Linked DNA regions of Mus musculus: all the other regions are linked to region 2. A link is a contact called in public HiCAR-type, Micro-C and promoter capture Hi-C data. All regions are on one chromosome and are shown on one strand. The core of a region is the stretch at or near the end of the contact, and the rest is flanking DNA. Distances in the headings are between cores, read along the strand shown. Region 1 holds the start of 9430060I03Rik (RIKEN cDNA 9430060I03 gene). Region 2 holds the start of Thap4 (THAP domain containing 4). Region 3 holds the start of Rnpepl1 (arginyl aminopeptidase (aminopeptidase B)-like 1). Region 4 holds the start of Capn10 (calpain 10). Region 5 holds the start of Kif1a (kinesin family member 1A). Region 6 holds the start of Gpr35 (G protein-coupled receptor 35). Region 7 holds the start of Mab21l4 (mab-21-like 4).

Evidence for each region. Promoter capture Hi-C pulls out the DNA fragments that hold promoters and counts their contacts. Hi-C and Micro-C count contacts between places; a contact is called where the count stands out from the background. HiCAR-type assays count read pairs that join an accessible place to other places. Capture Hi-C pulls out chosen DNA fragments and counts their contacts.
Region 1: a promoter capture Hi-C map of pre-B cells shows a contact between it and region 2, with 8 times the contacts expected there. The contact joins the promoter of 9430060I03Rik here to the promoter of Thap4 in region 2. A contact is called at or near these places in 12 of 39 promoter capture datasets (the 3T3-L1 cell line, the C10 cell line, the HPC-7 cell line and 7 more), 1 of 115 datasets of contacts at active chromatin or transcription factors (embryonic stem cells) and 1 of 9 other capture datasets (embryonic stem cells).
Region 3: a contact with region 2 is called in a Micro-C map of embryonic stem cells, with 2.0 times the contacts expected there. The contact joins the promoter of Rnpepl1 here to the promoter of Thap4 in region 2. A contact is called at or near these places in 3 of 39 promoter capture datasets (cranial neural crest, liver and pre-B cells), 3 of 484 Hi-C or Micro-C datasets (CD4 T cells and embryonic stem cells), 1 of 115 datasets of contacts at active chromatin or transcription factors (extraembryonic endoderm stem cells) and 2 of 9 other capture datasets (adipose tissue and liver).
Region 4: a contact with region 2 is called in a promoter capture Hi-C map of pre-B cells. The contact joins the promoter of Capn10 here to the promoter of Thap4 in region 2. A contact is called at or near these places in 7 of 39 promoter capture datasets (the C10 cell line, the HPC-7 cell line, cranial neural crest and 3 more), 1 of 484 Hi-C or Micro-C datasets (uterus), 3 of 115 datasets of contacts at active chromatin or transcription factors (the SCID.adh cell line, double positive thymocytes and memory CD8 T cells) and 3 of 9 other capture datasets (adipose tissue, embryonic stem cells and liver).
Region 5: a contact with region 2 is called in a HiCAR-type map of astrocytes, with 2.7 times the contacts expected there. The contact joins the promoter of Kif1a here to the promoter of Thap4 in region 2. A contact is called at or near these places in 14 of 39 promoter capture datasets (the C10 cell line, the HPC-7 cell line, cranial neural crest and 8 more), 6 of 115 datasets of contacts at active chromatin or transcription factors (astrocytes, embryonic stem cells and large pre-B cells) and 1 of 9 other capture datasets (adipose tissue).
Region 6: a promoter capture Hi-C map of liver shows a contact between it and region 2. The contact joins the promoter of Gpr35 here to the promoter of Thap4 in region 2. A contact is called at or near these places in 4 of 39 promoter capture datasets (cranial neural crest, hippocampal neurons, pre-B cells and 1 more) and 1 of 9 other capture datasets (liver).
Region 7: a contact with region 2 is called in a promoter capture Hi-C map of embryonic stem cells, with 6 times the contacts expected there. The contact joins the promoter of Mab21l4 here to the promoter of Thap4 in region 2. A contact is called at or near these places in 9 of 39 promoter capture datasets (the C10 cell line, cranial neural crest, embryonic stem cells and 4 more), 3 of 115 datasets of contacts at active chromatin or transcription factors (embryonic stem cells and large pre-B cells) and 1 of 9 other capture datasets (embryonic stem cells).

Annotation. Positions count from the first base shown.
Region 1 is chr1:92,949,201-92,951,900 of GRCm38.p6, reverse strand. It overlaps 9430060I03Rik (RIKEN cDNA 9430060I03 gene), which reads left to right and starts at 1,311. Exons shown (of 2, transcript NR_015525.1): 1 at 1,311-1,421. It also overlaps a transcript of Gpr35 not described here.
Region 2 is chr1:93,753,391-93,756,090 of GRCm38.p6, reverse strand. It overlaps Thap4 (THAP domain containing 4), which reads left to right and starts at 1,253. Exons shown (of 6, transcript NM_025920.3): 1 at 1,253-1,634. The coding sequence starts at 1,558. Atg4b (autophagy related 4B, cysteine peptidase) reads right to left here and starts at 1,186. Exons shown (of 13, transcript NM_174874.4): 1 at 1,037-1,186. The coding sequence starts at 1,046.
Region 3 is chr1:92,909,513-92,912,212 of GRCm38.p6, reverse strand. Rnpepl1 (arginyl aminopeptidase (aminopeptidase B)-like 1) reads right to left here and starts at 1,388. Exons shown (of 11, transcript NM_181405.4): 1 at 730-1,388. The coding sequence starts at 1,242. It overlaps 5033417F24Rik (RIKEN cDNA 5033417F24 gene), which reads left to right and starts at 1,449. Exons shown (of 2, transcript NR_138578.1): 1 at 1,449-1,634; 2 at 2,235-2,700.
Region 4 is chr1:92,932,988-92,935,687 of GRCm38.p6, reverse strand. It overlaps Capn10 (calpain 10), which reads right to left and starts at 1,280. Exons shown (of 12, transcript NM_011796.2): 1 at 674-1,280. The coding sequence starts at 814. It overlaps 9430060I03Rik (RIKEN cDNA 9430060I03 gene), which reads left to right. Exons shown (of 2, transcript NR_015525.1): 2 at 585-2,162.
Region 5 is chr1:93,100,594-93,103,293 of GRCm38.p6, reverse strand. It overlaps Kif1a (kinesin family member 1A), which reads left to right and starts at 1,420. Exons shown (of 49, transcript NM_001368847.1): 1 at 1,420-1,531.
Region 6 is chr1:92,971,722-92,974,421 of GRCm38.p6, reverse strand. Gpr35 (G protein-coupled receptor 35) reads right to left here and starts at 1,303. Exons shown (of 2, transcript NM_001104529.1): 1 at 1,141-1,303.
Region 7 is chr1:93,159,592-93,162,291 of GRCm38.p6, reverse strand. It overlaps Mab21l4 (mab-21-like 4), which reads left to right and starts at 1,422. Exons shown (of 6, transcript NM_001159940.1): 1 at 1,422-1,490; 2 at 1,942-2,691. The coding sequence starts at 2,163.

The DNA of each region.
Region 1 (2,700 bases), core at 62-2,561, 800 kb after region 2:
TGAGTAGGCTTCCTGCTCAGTATCCTCGCTGGTCCTGGAGGGTGAGGGACAAGCCCAGATCAATTAGGATTCAATCATAGGTTCAAACACAGGTGTCCTGACATGACACCTTTCCAGACCCTGGGCAGCCACAAAGCACAGCCACTGGTCCCTGGCCCAGAAGCCTTCACCATAGGCACCAAAGCTAGGCATGCCTTTCTGGCAGGTAAACTCCTGGCCAGCTGCAAAGGAGCAAGTATCCCAGGAGCTGAAAGTAAGCCTAGCCTGAGCTGTGGTCTGGGTGGAAGAACTGCACACATTCTTGACAGAGCCTCACCCTTGTGTCCCCTGAGACAAAGGGCCAACAGGCCCAGACTCAAGGCAGCATTATATGGGTGCTGTTTGAGGACAAAAGGGTAGCTGGGGGTTCAGCACCAAGTGGATGACTAAAAGTTCTGCAGGTGAAGTTTGAGCTCCCTTCCAGGGGGACGTGCAGAAAATGCTCCCGGCCAGCAAGGTCAGCCTGCCTGCCCTACCAAAGCAGAAAAGGCCCTCTGAGAAAGCAGCTCCACCCGGGGCTTTGTGGTGGGCCCAGAGGCTGGCTGCAGCGTGTTTCCAAGAATAAGGTGATTCTTCCAGGCTAAAAGGGGTTAAATTTGGCAAGTACCAAAAGAAGCCAGGGAGGCATACCTAGGGAGCTCTGCAGGTTAGTAAGGCATGCTTATGGGTGGGAGGAGTGAGGGGGAAGAAAGAAAGAAGAGCAGATAGGGGAAGGGAGGGAGGGAAGAGGGGGTCGGGAGAGTGCAGTAGCAGAGCATGGGGCTACTGGCTGACCTGATGCTTGCCAAGGTTCCAGCAGCCCAGCCCACCCTGTTTCACCTCCTATCCCATGCTGCCCTTCCATGACCATGTGCTCTCAAGACCAGGACTCCATACTCACCCTAGAGGCTCTGGACCTTCCAAATCGACTGAGCTCAGGAGGAAGGAGAGGTGAGAAAGGTCAGAGAAGGGCAGCCAAGACTGGGCAGCACACAGCCTAGGGAAGCTTTTACCCACTACCCTGGAACAGGAAATAGTGCTGGGAAGGGGCTGGGCTAGTAGAGGGGCCAAAGTCTCCTAGGAAGGAGACATTCTCACACAAACACACCCAACCTGCCCTTCTGGATCTGCCGGGTCCACCTTCAGCCCTTCCCTGCCACCAAAGATAGTTTGCTCAGCAGGCACGTTGCCGCTCTGGACGTGGAAGAGGAGTTCTGTTGAGGAGCCTCAGCTCTTCCCAGGAACCTGGAGTTCCCATCTGGGTTGCTTCATATATTAAATGGCTTATAAACAACAGACACTCACCTGATACTTCTGGGGGCTACAAGTCCAAAACCAAGGTCTTGGAGCTCCAGAGGTTGGTTCATGCCTGGTCATCTTGCTGCAGCCTCATGGTGGAAGAGGTAAGGGGACCCTCTAAGGTCCCTTCTATAAAGATTCTGTATAAGTTACTTTTCTCATTGCTATGACAAAATACCTGATTTAAAACAACTAGATGGGTTTATTTTGGTTCACGAAAAGTAACGCAGTCCATTGTGGTGGGAAGTAGGCAGCAGGAACACAAGGCAGCTGGCCATAGGGCACCCGCAGTCAGGAAGCAGAGGCAACTTCTGGTATTCTGCTTTGTGTCTTTTTATTCATCTGGGACCCCAGCCCAGATGGTGCTCCCCACACTCAGCATGGTTTTGCTTAGTTCGGTTATCCTTCTCAAAACAGACACTCTTGGTGTTCCTGGGTGGCTCAAGTTCCTGTCAGGTTGACAACCAAGATCCTGCCAAGCCCTAATGCCTGCTCCCACCCTAGTTAAGCTAGTCCTGCAGGCAAGGTGACAGTGGGAACTGCCACTACAGGCCAGGTGACAGTAGGAACTGCCACTACAGGGCTTGGCATACCAAGGGCAGTGAGCTCTTAACCCTAACATCACAAGCACTAAAACCCCTCATAGAGTCCCCACCTGTGTCCTAAACACCTTCCCAAGGTGCCTAGTAAGGGAAGGCAGACTTTCAGATCTTGGTGGTACCCAGAGCTTTGGAGTGCCACTCCTTGGAAGCCCTTGACATTCTCGGTGTCCACAGTGGTCTATGCTCACTCTTCAAAACCAGGGCTGCCCTGAGAAGCAACAGCCTGGTGCCTATTCTTCATCCCTGCCTCAGCTAGGCACCTGGAACTCCTCAGACCGTGGAAGGCAGGGTCTAGTTGAAATGTCCCCATGATCTTAAAGAGTGACCCACAGCTTAACTGCGCCTCCTGGAGGTCATTGGGGGTGATGCACATCAAAGAGCAATAGTTCAGTACTATGGCAGCCCTCAAAAGGCCTCTTCCGAGAGCCAAGACAAGCATGTGGTGACACTTGTGAAGATGCACGGTGTTGTGGAATTCCGGGCAAGGGTGTGGGGCTCCTGCTGCCTCCAAGCCCTCAGCAGATCTCTAACACCTCTGTCAGCTGGGAAAAGCCCACTTCATAGAGGCTTAGATATGTTCCTTGGGCAGCCTGAGGGGGACAGGCATTTTAAGGATCTTTCCTGTAAGCTGTAAGGTAGAGTAGCCTTCCTCAGAGACTTCCTAAGATGTTACTGGAGCTACTACCAAAACAGACACTGTTGAGAGGGGAAGGGACAGCCAATAATAAAATGTTAGTCTAGTGGACCCCTGGGAAGGGCTGCTGTGGGACATCAACAGGTC
Region 2 (2,700 bases), core at 4-2,503:
ATTCATTCTAAAAAAAAAAAAAAAATGAATTATCTTAAAAAAATATACACCTGGCTCATGCATCTTGGGGAGTCAACGTTCCTGCTTCCTCCAGCTACGGATGCCATAAACTGCTGAAATGTGTATTAACTGTAGGCATTACTCCCAAGTAAGAGCCGACTACTTCTCTAACACAGCTGTCAGAAGAAAACCATCAAAAGCAACGCCATTCAAGAAAAGTACAATGAAATCAGGTAGCAGGACTCCTTCACAAAGGAGTGGATTCTTGAAGGCAGGTCGCTCTTAAATTAAAAAAAGGAAAAAAGAAAAAGAAAACCAAAAAAAAAAAAAAAAACCCGCTAACGCTGCTGAGGGAATGAGAGAACCTCTGTTGGGGGTGGGGTGGGGTGGAATGGGGTGGGGTGGGTATTTTTAGGGCTATTAGCAAACAACTTATTTGATAGATTTGCATCTCCAAGACTTCTGGCCAACATAAACAAAGAACCGCACTCTCCAGCTTCAGAAGCAAGAGTCAGTTAAAAACAAACAAACAAACAAACAAACAAAACCCACCCACACTTAACCCAGTATTAGGACCTCAAGAAGTCAAAGTAGCATGTGACTGATCCGCTGTCAGAACAGGAGCGGGGCTCACCTACACAGGTTATTGAACTTCAAAGACAAAAGATGTGCATGTTGTGGTAGCTGGACCAGCGGCCAACAACTTGACAGAAGTTAAAGAGGTCGGCTCTTCAATGGACACCGCAAGGCCCACCCTCGCGGCGCACCGGTCCTCTCCGGGCACCAGGGTGCCCGCGTCCTGATGCGTCCCTCAGACTCCCTGCCCTCACGCCCGCAGCCGCGAGCCCACAGGCTGGGACGCTCCCCGAGGGCCGCGGCCGAGCGCCGGAGGCCGAGGCGCTGACGAGTGGCCCCGCGAACCCGGTACTGAGCGCTGCGGGGAGGCGCGGCCCGCCCAGCCCAACACACCGGCCTCCGCCCCAGCGGGCGGCCACGGGAGCCCGCCCGCGACAGGGCAGGCGTCCGCCCTCCTTACCTGCGTCCATCTTCCCTGTCCGGCTGCCGACTGACCGTGCCGTCGCTCCGACGGACTACTGCGCGACACGGCGACGGGAAGCCGCGGCAGCCAAGCGCGGCGCAGCGGAAGCGCGGGCGTCGCCATCTCGCCGTACGGCGGTGGGCACGCGGGGGGTGGGGCCTCGGCGCGTGTGGTTCCTAACCGGACGCGGCCGCCCCGCCCCCGGCCCGCGCCGCCGCTTCGGAACACCCGGGAGCCGGCCCGAGCTGCGCTCCTCCGGCGCCGCCATCTTTCCGTACAGACAGCCACCCGCGCATGTCTCGGTACGGACTCACCGCCCGCTGCGGCCGCGACGCCGGCGCCGTGGCCGGGCAGTCCGAGCGCAGCGTGGTGCGGGCGGCAGCGCGCAGCCATCTTGCCGTACGGCTCGGCCGCGGCCCACGTCCCGAGCTGTGTCGCCGCGCTCCCTCGGGGCGGGTCGGGCCAGCGGGCGGGCGGCAAGGATCGGAGCCTGGCGGCGCTCACGACCGAGGCCCGCAATGGTGATCTGCTGCGCGGCCGTGAACTGTTCCAACAGGCAGGGCAAGGGCGAGAAACGCGCTGTCTCCTTCCACAGGTACGCGGCCCGCCTCCGGGTCCGCCACGCCCCCGCCCTGGCCGGGGCCCGCGGGGAAACTGAGGCCGCGCGGCGGGCCGAGCTCCGGGGACCGGGAGTGGGGGGCCGGCTAACCGAGGGTAACTGTGGGAGGTGGACGGGTCGTGGAGCTTTATGACCTTGGCTTGGACCGCCGGCTTTGGGGACCAGCACGGCCATGCCTCGGGCAGAGCGGCCGGAGGCCCCCTCCGCCACCTCCACCAACGGGCGTCGCACTGATTTGGGCTGGCCCTGCCAATTTCAGGAGTATTCTGCAAGGGCGCCTTCTCAGGTTAATCCTGATCTTTGCTTTCGGGCAGTTCTCCACTCTTGCCTCGGCGGGGCAAGCCCGCCCGGAGGTGTGTGGCAGGAGTGCGGCCCGGCGCACGCAGCTCTACTTCCTGCATCCATAGCCCTCATCGCCTTCCTATGGGGTCCTGCGGCCCAGGCACTGGCACCGATCACCTCCCGCATCCTGCACTCTGGCAGAGGCCCGGGGGATGACCGTGGAAAGGGCTTTCCAGGGGGTTCTCGGTGGCCCTTGTGCGGGCCGCGCCTTCCAAAGGCTTTCGAGACTCCCTCAGTTGGTCCTCTCCTGTGATTTCCAACAGGAGTGAACAGCGAGCGAAGGGACTCTGCCTTGGAAGTCACTTCGCACATCCTGCCACCTCTTAGTACTTGGTGTTAAAATTTAAAGATGGGAATGGCACGTATCTGTTGAAAGTTCACAGGGTTACATTAAGTCTCCAGTCCTTAAGACCTGGTTCAAAACAAAACCTAGTAACGTTAAACAATCTTACAAGTCAACCAGAATGTTTCCGTAACAATTTCACATAGAACATGCCCCAGAAGTTTTGTTAACAGTTGAAAATGAGGCAGTGTTGCAAGGACTGATGTTGGCTTCCCCATGTTCTAACATGGTATATGGGTAGACAGTGCCCAAATTGGGGCGGGGAAACTCCAGAAATCTAGCTCACTAAACACTGATAAAGGTTATAAGATCACATTGCTTACAACGTCCAGATCCATCCTATTAAGGCCAGTCTTG
Region 3 (2,700 bases), core at 139-2,638, 840 kb after region 2:
TCTCCTACCTGGGGAGCTGGAGGGAGGAACCGTGCTTCAGGAGTCAAAGGTCCTGTTCCATTCTGCAACCCCATTGGCCCTGTGCTACCCCAACACTAGCTTTACATCCTTTGCTTTTTCCATCGGGACCTGTGGGATGGTGGGTGCTCTGTGCGGAAAGCCTGAGCAGAGCCCTGTGTGTCTATTAGGAGGTGGAGCACACCTGCCCCAGCATGTCACAATACAGTGTAGGGAGCCCAAAGCCACGCCTCACAGCTCACAAGGCCTTGTCTGTCACCCACTGTCCCTCGTTCCACCTCCAGAGAACAGACCCGGGTGTCCTCAAGCCCTGTGAAGGTGCAGGTCACAGGGTGGCCCTTCTGTATCAGGCGCTCTCAGAACACCCCTCAATGCTGGGCTCTTACAGCTGACTTAGCAGAGCCCCACCAGAAGCTGCTCTTGTACCCAGATACTGGTACAAGACGGGAAGTTGTCGTTCTCCCCTTCCCCTGAGAAACACACTGTTGAGTATCTCCACTGTCCACCGGGCCTGGACCTGGGGCTCTACTCGAAGAACTTGTAGGCAATATGCCACCTAGGGCAGACAGACTCTTGGTCCAGGCTGCCCCTCGCCCTCTGCAGGTGTCCCAGGGGCAGGGTGCAGCTGGCCCAGCAGTGAAATGAACGAGGGGTGCCTTCAAAACCCCGCTGACCGCCCACAATCCAGAAGCCCACCCGGGCGGGACTCACGGCCGGGGCGTCGGTCGAGGTGTAGCGTAGGATGACCTGGAAGGGCTGGTGCGCCTGCACCTCGGGAGGCAGTGTGACGGTCAGAGAGGAGCCATAGTCGGTGAACGGGTCCAGCCTGAAGGCCAGCGGGCAGCTGGCAGACTCCGCTCCAGGCGCATCGGCGAAGCCGGGCAGCGGGGGCCCCGACCCCGGGGCAGGGAAGGCGAAGGTGCACGGCGACTCGGAGACGGCGGAGGCGCGGCGAAACGAGACCGAGTGTAGGCGCAAGGCCGGGTGCGCGTCGAGCACGAGCGCGCGGGGCGCGGGCCGCAGCGCGCACAGTTCCAGCACCAGGCAGCCGGCCAGCTCACGCGCCTCGGGCCGCAGCTCCAGGCCCAGCTGCAGGTGGCGGAGGCGGAAGAGCTGCGCGCTGGAGGCCGAGGCCACGTCCAGGGCGGGCGGCGGCTCCGGCGGCGGGCGGGCGGGCGCGGCTTCGGCGCCGGGCGCCTTGCGGCAGCAGCACTGCGCCGCCATGACCACCGGCGCTAGGTGAAATCCATGGGCGGCGGCCACTGTAGGCCGCGGTCAGTGGGCGAGGGGCCCGGGCGGCGGTGGCGGTGGCGGTGGCGGTGGTGGTGGCGGCGGCGGCGGCGGCGGTGGCGGCCGGGCGCGGGCACAACAGGAAGTCGCGCCGGGAGCCGCCCGGCCCGTCCCCGCGCCGTGCGCCGCCCCGCTCAGGCTGGGCTCGGCAGCCACCGGGGGCGCTGTGTGCGGCCCCGGGCCTGTGCACCGAGACGCGGCGCGAGCGGCGGAGCAGAACGCGAGGCAGGACGCTGGGGAAGGCTGGGCATCTTCAGCCTGCGCGCTGCAACTATGGCTTGCGGGGTAGTCTTGGAGGCGGGACCGTCGCTTTCGCAGGGACGCAGGTGACACCTCTTCCAGTCGGTCCTCAGACTCCGGGAATGATTCTTGTGGTTACCCTGATGCGATTCCGCCAGAGTCCTCCAATTGGCCTGGGCAGTAGCCATCGGGTGCAAAGCGGCTTGGGAAAATGCACGGCTGTCAAGTACATAGTCCATAAAGGTGTGACTATTTAGATTCAAATTAGGCATAAAGAGAAGCTGTCAGTAGCACTGGCCGTGTTTTAGGATCGACTTTTTGTTGTTGTTGAGGTGTGTGTGGAGTGAAGACACACTGATGAACGCAGTTCTGCCTTGAGGCTCCTATGTAAGGGCTACAGAGCTGCAGGGGCATTTTAGGCTAGCACAACAAAACCGTTCAAAGGTTGAGCTGTCCAATACCAGTACCAATACAAGGTGTGGACAGAGGTGATCTGCTGTCTATCGGTAGGAGGAGGGACAGATTTTGAGGGAGAGGAACTTTTAAAACTGGGGGAATATTCTGGAGAGACACATTCTGTCTCCTACTCTGATAGTGTGGGTGAAGTGTCACTTCTGGGGAGTGCCCAGCTGTCTGGATTCAGTCTCCCCAAATGCAAGTCAAGTGAACCAGCCCTCTTTCCACAGGTGAGAGGTACGGCTAAGTCTCCATGCGCCCTCTTAGCTGGCAGTACCTGGGATCACTCCTGGAGCCCTCATTTCAGATTCTGCAGGAACTCCAGGGCTCATGTTGTCATTCAGAGGCAAGGACAAGAGGGAGGAAGACCGGGCTCAATGGAAACCCCTCAGAATTCCAGCACTTGGGAGGCGGAGACAAAAGCATCAATAGTTCCCAGTCATCCTTGGCTGTATACGGAGTGGGTGCAGCCAGCTGGGTTAAAAAGAGTAAAGGGACCCAGAGTTAAGGTTATCACTACTTTCAGGTGTCCAGTGGCCTGTCCACAAGATTATCTACGAAGGGATTCTCAGATTCTCAACTCAATTGGACTGTCCTGTTGGCCTGGGTTTCTTTTGTCCAAATGATGTAGATTGTAGGGGTCCCCCAGCCCAGTCTCAAGTTGTACCCCCAGAGGTTGGGGGTCTTATCATTTCT
Region 4 (2,700 bases), core at 31-2,530, 820 kb after region 2:
CACGTCTAAAAAACACCAACAAAAACACTAGGCTTGAACAATCCATCCATTTAAGCTGCAACAAGGCAAAAAAAAAAAAAAAAAAAAAAAAAAAAAACCAACCAAAAAAACCAAAAAAACCAAAGCCCTCCTACCACAGCCCTTTCTGGCTATGAGGGGTAACACTGTTGTGAGTTGCATGCATGGACGCTAAAATAACAATACATAGTTCCACCTGCCTGTGCCATTTAAGGGAGCCCTGAAAAGCAGCTCCTTAGGTTTTCCCAGTTGTTAAGCACAACGCTCCCCGTGTTCTGTGCTACCTTTTGGTGTTCATACCCTAAAGCTACTAGAAGAAATGTAGAGCAAAGTGCAAAGCCAAGAAAGATTGCGCTGAATTACACCCGACAAAACTTAGGTGGTGGGATGGTGCTGGAAATACTGCTTCTAATCCCTTAATATCAAAACAGCTCCCTACTACCTGACTTTGGGTAGGAGTGTATTTTAGTAGAAACCCCAAGATAACATCTAAAAGACAAGCCTTTCGATTGCTTCTGTCCTCCTCATTTGAATTCTCAGGGCTGGCTATCACCTTTTCTGAATAGGCTTGAAGGCGAGGTCCTGCTAACCCCGGGGTCCATCTCCGTGAGAAACATATCCACAACACCCGCCCAGGCAAGAGACCCTGCTGCACCTGGGGTCGTCTCCAAGTGATGTCCTCCCGAAACTGGGCCAGAGGCGTGGACAAGTTGTAAAAGAGCGAGGAGTCCGAGGCGGGGAATGCCGCGTCCCGGAAGAGCTCCCGCGCCGGCGTCTCGGCCCGGACCGCCCGCATCTTCGGCGCCCTGGGCTCCCATCTGCGGCCCGTGGACTCGGTCGCCGCCCGGGAGCGAGTGCGCGGCCTTCACTGCAAACCGTGTTTGCTTAGCCCGGGAGACCTACTGGTGCAGAGCAGCCTAGCGCCGCAAGCTCCGTTGTCTAGGTAACCCGGCTGGAGCCAACCAGGAGCCGTGCTTGCGTCATATGACAGAGCTGCCTAATCACGCACGAGCTGCAGCGCAGAACCGTGCAGGACTGGTAGGTTCTGCTCTCGCACGAGGGCGTGGTCCCCGCGTTTCTAACTGGGCAGTGCTAGCCTGATGTCCGTATGCTTTAGTGCTCGGGACAACGCAGCTGTAGCCACTTGAAATCGAAGTCTCAGTGACCACAGGAAGCTGAAAAGTCACTTTGGTTTAGATCGCTTTGTCAATGCTATCCCAGCATGCAGCGCCGTTCCCAGCATACGTCGCTGATCACAGGCGTTGTCTACTTCCCAGCGTGCTTCGCTCCTTCCGGTGTGAGGCAGGAACTTGGCAAAGCGGTGGTTCCTCCCTGTCTTCTGAAAGAGCCAGTGAGGAAGTGGCTCAGCGAATCGCGTTGTTATCCTTCCGTCGCGGTGGTGGTTGCGTTGTTCTGGGGAGGCAGAGGTGTCACTGGGGTTGAAACTTGCCGGGGTCGGGCATTTGTCTCAAAACGATTGGGCTTCAGACGCTCTGGATCCTAAGCGGCCAGGGAATGCGGCTGGAGCATTCCTTGAAGCCTTAAATGGCCTGGCTATGGTTTTGTAGACTGGATGGTGACCAGGACGTGGACTTGCGGCTCCACGATTATTCGATGCCATGAGGAGGTCAGGGACAGGACACTCTCCTTCTGGTGCCTACTCTTCCAGGTCCCAGGAAGGACACAAATCAGCCAAGGACTGTTCTCTGTGTCTTCTCCAAATGTATTTCATCAAGACTAGAAGCTTCATAGACAGGAAGGGAGACGACGAGGCTTCACACCTTGTAGACTGCAGTTTGCCACCTATTAGGGCTGCTCTGATATTTTTTCCCTCCTCTGGGCCCCTTTTTCTCAGTCTTGGATAAAAGGTAGTCAGAGGAAATGCGGTTTGTGCAGTTAAGTAGATCAAGTACCCGTTGCCTAAAGAGGAACAACCAGGCCAAGCTTTTACCCATAACCTGCTGCTTCAGAGTCTAGACAGTTGCTCCTTCTCCCAGTGAGAGGCTGGGCTGCTCCTGCATCAGCAGCAATTACTGCTGTGGCATGACACAGTTACCTTGGCTCCACTAGGCTTCAGCGCCATGATTTGAGGTGCAAGACACTTAACTCTTTATTGAGGTTATTTAAAAAAAAAAAAAAAAAAAAAAAAGGAGTAGCCACATAGCCCAACATCTCTTTGGGATGCTTTTTCATTTAGTACTTAATTTCGACTCAGGGGACTGACTGGTGGGCTGAAAGCTGCACTATAGTTGAATCATTAAGAGCCTGGACTCGGTTTTCCAGGAAGTCTTGAGTAATTGTGACAAGTTATCCGCGACTCAAGAGTTATGCAAACTGGTTCACCCCCAGAAGTCTCATATGAGTGGTTAGCTCAGGAGAACGGCTCCTGAAGGCCGCATCCATATCCAGGGCTGGGCCACGGGCAGAGCCTGACCTCCAGAATCTGGAAGGAAAAGCTGCTTAGTGTTACCGTTGCTGTGACGAAACATCATGACCAAAGCAACTTGGGGAGGAAAGGGTTTATTCTGCTCACCTATGGCGCTTTCCATAAGGAGGGGCGCTATTTCCTGGCTCCTTTCCTGCTTTCTTATAGAACCAGGACCAGAGATGGTGCCACTTACAATGGGCTGGCCCTCCCCCATTGATCACCAATTAGGAAAATGCCTTGCAGCTGGATCTTAT
Region 5 (2,700 bases), core at 171-2,670, 650 kb after region 2:
TTTCTTTCTGTTAGTCGCTCTTGTCACAGCAATGGACCAAATTAGTGAACATACCTCCACATGCTAGCAATTCAAATATCCAAACGAGAGGAATGTCTAGAAAAAGCTGTGCCGGGATTAACAAGTGCAGCGGAAAATGGAGTCATAAACACTGTGCCTTTCTGTTCCTGCCATCCTTGAAGGTATTCTTATTCGGGTGATATTGAGGAACAGAAAGGGGTGAAGCTTCCCCCCACCCCGGCTTTGGAGGGGTGGGGCGGGAAAGGGGGTAGTCTCAGTCAGAAGATGGGGATCTGGCCTGTGCTGCCTACCAGTGCTGCTGCCTCTTGCTACACAGTTGCCAACTGAGGTTGGGCCCCCGCCTCACTCAGGCTGCTGTGGATTAAGTGGACAACCATTTAAAGTGCCCAGCAACTGCCAGGGGTAGAGGATGCTGCTGGCAGGAGCTTTTTGAAGAGGAAGCTTGAAACCCTAGTTTTATGGTAACGTGATGTCATCACTCCCACCACCGCAGTGCGGGGAGTCCTGGTGGGAGAGCTGACCATAGGCCTTAGCTGAGTTACTCAGCCCCGGGCTGTGGTTGGCCCTGTAATTCACCCAGCTGCCAGCCAACCCTCACTGAAAAAGGAAAATCTGAGACTTGGTGAAGGCTGAGGTTTGCCATCGAGGATCCAGGGAAGCGTGTGGGTTGAAGTCCTGAGGATTTAGGCTGGAGTGACCGTGTGTGATGATGGTCTAGGACCCATGGAACAGGGAGGGGGACAAGGAGGAGATCTCCACCTGACGGAAGGATGTGTGAGGAAAAGAGGTGCGGGTTAGCCTGCCGTCTGTAGCTTCACCCAGTCAGCAGAGCTCTCTGCAACGCTCTGACTTTTCTCTGGTGATAGGGCCCAAAAGCCAGATGAGATTTTTGAGACCTACCTGTTAACACTTGGAGTCTAAATCCCTAACCCGCCCCAAAATCCCCTCTTCAGTGAAAGATGCGCCTCAACCCCATCCTAGCCTTCCCCCCACCCCCCACGATAAGCCTGTGTTGATGTCTCTTGGTCCTGCAGATGGATGTTTTACAGTTTTTATGATTTCAATTGAAAGCAGTCAGCATGAGGAAGGGCTCAGGGTCTGCAGGCAGGTTCAGCTGGGCGCCACCGGGTCCCTCTCCTTTGGGAGTGATAGGCACTGCTGAGCGAGGGGGTGCTGCACCCGATTACGGGCGTCCGTCTCCCACCTCTCACTGGTGATGTCACAGCCCTGCCCCAACCCCCTCCCGCTCCAACCTCGTCTCTTCTGTGCCGCTTTGCCCGTCCCTCTCCCTGTGCGACAAACCAGCTGGCGGCTGAGCCTCGGACGCAGCGCTCAGCCAACCAGCGCATCGGGAGGGGCTTGGGGAGGGCCGGGTCGGGGGCGCGGAGCCCGTCACGCGGTGCCATCGTCACAGCACCAGGAGCAGGCAGTAAGAAGCATCAGTTCCAGGATCGGGGACCCTCCCCGGTGCCAGTGCCCATGCACGGCTATCCCCAGTGACGCCTGAGAGGTAAGGCTACTGCCCCCACGGCCTGTCGCCATCCGCGCTCATCATCCCGCACCTGTCCCTGGCATCGGGCACCCGCACTAAATGTGCATCTGATGGGAGATTCCGGACCAACGCCAATGTCCTTGTCGCAGCCCGAAGCGCGGGCTTGGAGCTGCGGCTTCCCTTCCCCCGACCTTCCCCCGCCTCTTAGAAGAACAAAGGGGCGAATTCAGGGGTGTCAGTGCTTCCTGCGAAGCTTTTCAGGGCCACAGAAAAGACTCTTTTGCTGAGGCGCGATACTTGGCCCATGTGGGTGGAGGTCGCCAGCTAGAGGAACAAGCAGATCTGGGCACAGCCTCCTTTCCCCGTATCCCTCCACTGCAGAGGAGCTACCCAGAGGGATGCGACAGAACCGCGGGGGAGGGGAGGCAGAGATGCCAAGTAGGGACCAGGACTAGGCTGAGGGGCGTCGAGACGGGGCACGGCTGCTGATCCAGGCCCTAGGGAGAGTACGCGGGGCAGCCGCTCTGGTCTCTGGTGGGGGAGGGCAGATGCTGGAGCCGACAGCAAAACAGGCGGGCGGGGCGGGGGATGCGGAGCCACGGCCAGGCACTGGCTTAATGCTGCCCATCACTCCTAGTGCTCCCGATGCTCCTCCCTTCAGAGACCCCATTTCCCTTCCAGAAAGACACAGTGTGGGAGGAACCACCAGCAGACATGCCTGGCGGCTACAAAGCCAGTGCCCCAGTAACAGGTGTGGTCCCAGGCTGGAGGGAGGGGGCTGGGAGACGCGTCGTCTGGGATGACAGAGGTCTCGGGGAGTCTGGCGTCAGTTGACTCTAGGAACATTGCCTGTGAAGACCCTCGCATTCCCTCATTAAGCCACTCCTCTCCCCAGCTGCTTCCCTTGGGAAGGCCACCGCCCTCTGCTCCCGAAGGGACAGGGACCACATTGGGGCTAAGGGAGAGGGTGGGTCTGCGGTGCAGTGAGGTGCAGGCTGCTGGGGGCCGCAGGAACGGGAGCGGGAGGGGGAGGGGACAGAGGGATTGCCAAGTCATGGGGCCTGCTGGGCGCCGGCGCGACGTCGCCCGGGCGCGGACCCGATGCGCGCCCACGTCCCCAGGAATGGGAATTTTTTCTCTCTCAGAGACCAGAGGACCCGTCCCCCAGTGGCTAGCCTTCCTAAGAG
Region 6 (2,700 bases), core at 54-2,553, 780 kb after region 2:
ATTTAAAATGACCATTTCAACAAAAATGTGGCAAAGGCAATAAGAAGAAGTCAACTTAGTTTCAGGAAAAGCACTGAGGTTAAGCTCTTTGAAGTCAGTCCTATCTGAGAGCCCGGGAGTCTACAGCCTCTGGTGAAGTCCTTGGCTCTCTGACGATGCCCAGGCTTCCTGAAATGAAGGCACATCCTTCCACTCAGAGGTCCTCACTCTCCCTTGGACAGCTCCAGCTCTGCTGCTCCTTGGCTGCCTCTCCTCTCTGAAAGCTCTTTCAGGACTCTGCTCCCAGACGCCTGGCTTCTCTCTCCTCCTGTAACTGGTTAAGCATATTCCCCCACACAATTACTGCAGCCCTGCTTTGTCTGAATGGCTTTGCCCACATCATGGCTTCATCTTCCTGGCCTCTCTTCTGTCTTAAACAGCATGTAGATCTGATGCACAAGTCCATTCCTTCAGTGGGCAACTCTGGCCTCTGGCCATGCTAGCTCTATGGTCCTCTGCTGGTGAAACTTGCACAGACCGTGGTTGGGAGCTCTGATGGAAGAAGCTACTATAGGATGGTCAAGAGACATGGAAGAATCCTCAAGTATTGAATGGGGCCCTTAGAGAGCCCTGACGAAAGCTAAAGGGATTGATTCAAGGGAGCTTTAAGAGAGTGATGAGGGGATCAATATAAAAGGCTTCTGGAGACATCTGAAAGAGTCCTGAAGAGATTCTGAGGGAATCTGAGGAGAGTTCTAGATGGGTCCTGAGGAGGCCCTAAGGGGACACCAATAAGGTCTGACAGGATGCTGAAGCAGTCTTAAGAGGGTTCTGTGGACATCCTGAGAGGGTCCTGAGGAGAGCTGCCAGGGTTCTTAGCCCTGAAGGGCTCTCCATTGTGAGGAGGTGCTGAGTAGTAGCAGTAACAGCCACTCTTCCTGACCCACTCATCCCTTTTCTGTAGGAGGCCAGTGCCCACCTCCAGTAGCAAATGTGTCCTGAGAGATGCATGGATATTACCCTTCCTTCTAGGAAACTCGCACCCACTCGTCTCTCTGTGCCCACAGATGGCTTAGGTCAATGGGGGCCCTAAAGACAACAGAAGTATAATTACCCTCTGAGAGAAACCTTGCTCACAGAGGTAGGGGGTGGTTCACTCACCTCAGGCAGCACTCTTCTACTCCAGGTGGGCCTTCTCAAAGTGCTGCTCAGTTTCAGCACTGCCCCATACCTCTGTGGAACCCCGTGGGAGACAGTGGGATGAGAACTTGAGTGCTGCCCACTCCACAGTTCCTGCCTTGTCAGGGCCTCATTGCCCTTTACTGCCCTCAGATTGCTCACCCACACTCTCTGCTCTCCTTCCCCTTTCTTGACTAGAAGGCTGGCTTCTGGCCTCATGCCAAGCCCTACTGGCAATGCTGTCTCCCTCCACAGCACTCCAGTCACCAGCTGCCTTCCCCAGCCTCAAGGGGGTTTCAAGAACACTATACCTTTCTAGCAGAATCTCCTTCAGTCAATCTACCTCTAATCTGAGGGCCCCTCTAGCTACCCCACTCCCACCCCTAATCCAGAGCCTTGACAGGCTTCTGGAAAAATAAATGCTCACAGGTCCTGAACTGTGGCAGAGACCTCAAACTAAAAAAATCTGAAAGGACAAAAATGTCAGCTCATGCCAGGCAGTAGTGGCAAATAAATGCCTTTAATCCCAGCACTTGGGAGACAGAGGCAGGATCTCTGTGAATTCAAGGCCAGCCTGGTCTACAGAGCTAGTTCCAGAACAGCCAGGGCTCCACAGAGAAATGCTTTCTCAAAAAAAAAAAAAAAAAAAAAAAAAAAAAAAAAAAAAAAAAAAGCCAGCTTATGAAAGTTGTGTGTAGTGAACATCTTACTCTGCTCCAAGTGAAATGGTCACACCCATAAGCTTACACTGGGCAAGTGGGGCCAGTCTCTCAGTGAGGGGTTTTCCTATCTCTCCATCAGGACACCAGCCTTCTGCTTGGGCAGAATAAGGTACTATGTCTTGGGTGGGCCAGGAGTTGGCTTAATTGGTACCCTAGACACACTGAGGCAGCCCTCTTAGAAACCCAGAGCTGAGAGTTCTCACAGCACCCTTCCCGATACCCCAGGGCCACCAGCCCTCTGAGCCACTTCCTCTGAGATTGAGCAAGATGCTGCTGACGGTAGACAGTGAAGCAGAAGAACGTATGTGCATGGAAGGTTAGAGATAGGAAAAAGTTATTCAGCATGACCAAGAAAGGACAGGCACAAATTCAGCTCTCTACAGCACCATGACCCCTCCAGCAAATGGGTACATGTCCAAAAGTCTGATGATGATCTCAGAGTGACTTCCTCTGGCGTGACTCACTCATCCCTAGGACATTACACGGCAAGCACAACGAGAGCTGTATTTATTATCTGACCCAATAACCTCATATCTAGTAATCTACCATCAACAGTGAGAAAGTGGTGAGCGGATGCTTCAAGGTCAGCAATGCAGTGCAGATCTGCAGAATGGTAACAGCACTTAACCTCACATGTCAATCTGCAAGGCTATGATTTGAAGGAAGGATGCTGGCACCATGGAGCACTGCAGAGCTGTAAGAAGCAAGAGGGTATTCTGTGTCTACAATCTATTTTTAAGCCAGGCAGTTGTTGTGCATGCCTTTAATCCCAGCACTTAGGAGACAGAGGCAGGAGGAAGATCTCTTGAGTTCAAGACCA
Region 7 (2,700 bases), core at 173-2,672, 590 kb after region 2:
ACATCCGTGTAGTCTGTAGACAGCCATCGGGACATGTGTGATATGTCGAGGCCTTGTGGAGCCTACACCACATACTTACTGAAATCCGTTTCATGCACTCCGTTCAGACTGGAATGTCCCCCTCCCTGCCAGCCTCTCCCAGAGCACTTGGGAATTCCTGAGGTCTGGAGCCAGTGTTCTTGTCCCTGTGCTACACTGAGGGGTGAATCAATATGTTTGTGGTTTAGTAACCAAGCCCTTGTGACATCCGTGGGCTCCAAGAACTACGCTGACCACTTCTGACCTCACTGTCTCCTCCATTTCCCCTGTTTTACATATCAACACTCTCGGGTCTGCAAGGTGGCAGGCTTGGGTCCGCCCTGTGGGTCCCGAACACTGCCACCAACTCCATCTTCCTCTCTCTACTGAATCCCTGTGCTGTCCTCATGTGTCCAAGCCGAGCTCAGGGCCAGCTCTTCACTGTTCACATCTATTCTGCCTGTTCTGAATGCTGACGTCAAGCCCAGATGTGGAATACATGGAGGAGAAGAGGGAGGGGGAGGGGAGGGAGAGGAGGAGGACAGTGACGACAATGATGACACTGTCCCAGCCATGGAGAGCTCACTATGGCTCCTCACCAGAGGGGCTAAGTAAGAAAGGACAGATAGCATTCTGGCCTGCCGGGCATACCAGGTCACAGAATGGGAGGGCAGCACAGAGGGTGAGAAGCTTAGGCAGCGCCTTGCTTAGGGGTGGCGTGGTCTCCTAGGTGACTTTAAGAGGCTCCGGTGAGGCTGCATAGAAAAGCTGGAAAGCCCAGGTTCCAAGCAAGGAAGGAACTTCCTGGCCTGGCTGCCGAGGCGACTTCAGAGCTGGATTCTATAGTGCGGTGGGACCCACCTCCCACAGACCACAGTGGTGGGGACACTGTGGGGTAGGGCATAGCAAATGCAGTGTGACAGGTAGAGGAAGCCAGGCCTCTGGAACCTGAACAGCCTTGGGCAGCCATATTCTGGGCATCCCCATCGCCAGAGCCAGGGCAGGCTGCAGGGATGCCTATCTCTACCCAAGGAGGTTAGCAGAAGGCCTGCTCACAGGTTGCAAGCCCCCCACCCCACCCCGCCAGAGGCTCTGAGCAGCCCCTCTAAGCAGGGCAGTTTTCCTACCCTGCCATCTGCTAACTCTGACTCAATGCTGCTCTCTGGGGTTTGAGACCATCGCAGTGTGGCTGCAGAGATGGCACCTCCAATGACGCTTGCTAGGCTGTCAACCTGTAGGCTGTTTGCAGACTAGAAACTGAACTGCCTCCTCTCACTGGGCCTCCTCTAGGGGCCAAGGGTCGATAGGGGCGGCTCCTTCTTGCCAGTCTGGACTTGCACAACTCTGAGCAGGGAGGCGGCACCGGGCAGGGCACCCACTGGCAGGTATGGAGGGGTTTGTATGGTGAGACTTTCCAGCCGTGAGGCAGAGCCAGAGACTGCTTCTCCTAGAAGGCCCCAGCTCCTGGCCAGGTGAGCATTAGGTCTTCTCAGAGGGAGGCTGGAAGGATGGCTGGGCAGCCTGAGGGGCTGAGCTGGCCAATTATATGGATGGCCGCTGGAGGAGGGTTGATTTACACTGGTATTTGTGGAATGCTAAGAAGACACTGCCCAGGTCTGACCTGAGGGTGGCTCTTCTCCCAAGCTTCCTGAGCAAGACCTGGGACCCACACAGGGTCTGGCAGCCATGAGCTTCTGAGCCATGAGAAGGGAGGCAGGACAAGGAAGACCCAGTTCACAAAGACACTGTGACTAGCTTTTGGGTTGGGGTGGAGTGTGAAGCATGAGGTACACACCCCCTCTTTCGGGTTAAGCCATTGTGTTTGGGGCCCAAGATTCAGGAAGGAGTAGAGACTGAGGAGAGTGGTGAGTAGGGCCTCCGCCTCCTCCTCCGACAGCCCCCTGTGATACTCTTAATTGTTAGGTACTGACTCACCCCACTTCAAAGGCCTTGGCCTTGGTTCAGCTATTTAACCTGCTGCGAGAAGCCTGTCACTCTGGAACTCTGCCTGTGGAGAGCTGAGCCCTGCCTGCAGACCTGCTCCTCACCTGGGCAGGTACCTCTTCCTCCGAGCCAGTCTACACAAGCTCGAGAGCGGTCCCCAAGAGCCAGCGGGGCCCTGCTGCCTGCTGCTCGGCTCAGGGATGCCTGGCTCAGAGATGCCTGCTCCCTGTGTCTTTGCTCCAGACATGGCGGAGCAGGTGCCCCTGTGGCATCACTACCTGTTGGCCATCCAGTCACGGGAGTCACCCCGTGTCCAGGACTACCAGAGAGCGGAGAATATCTTGCTTACGGTGCTGGAACGCGTCCATGCCTTGGACTCCCGCTTCATTGTTGACTATTCTAGAGACCTGGAGGCCTTCCAGTTTGCCCTGCGTTCCTCAGAGGACCCACTGGATGTGGAGGTGCTCCTGGGGGTGGATTCGGAGGCTCTCCTGATCGAGGAGTCAGAAGCCACTGAGCCAGGGGATGGCCCTGCAATCTGTCGCCTGGGTGTCCTCAAGGAGGCATCTGGCCTGGAGCCATGGATGACTGCTGACATCTTCAGTGTCTCCTCAGAGGACAGAGACAAGTGCTGTGGCCACCTTGTACCCAGTAAAGTCCTGTGTGTCCTCAAAGATCTTCTGGTGGCTGCCATTGTACATTGCAAGCACCACAGGCTCATTCCACCAGGTAACAGTG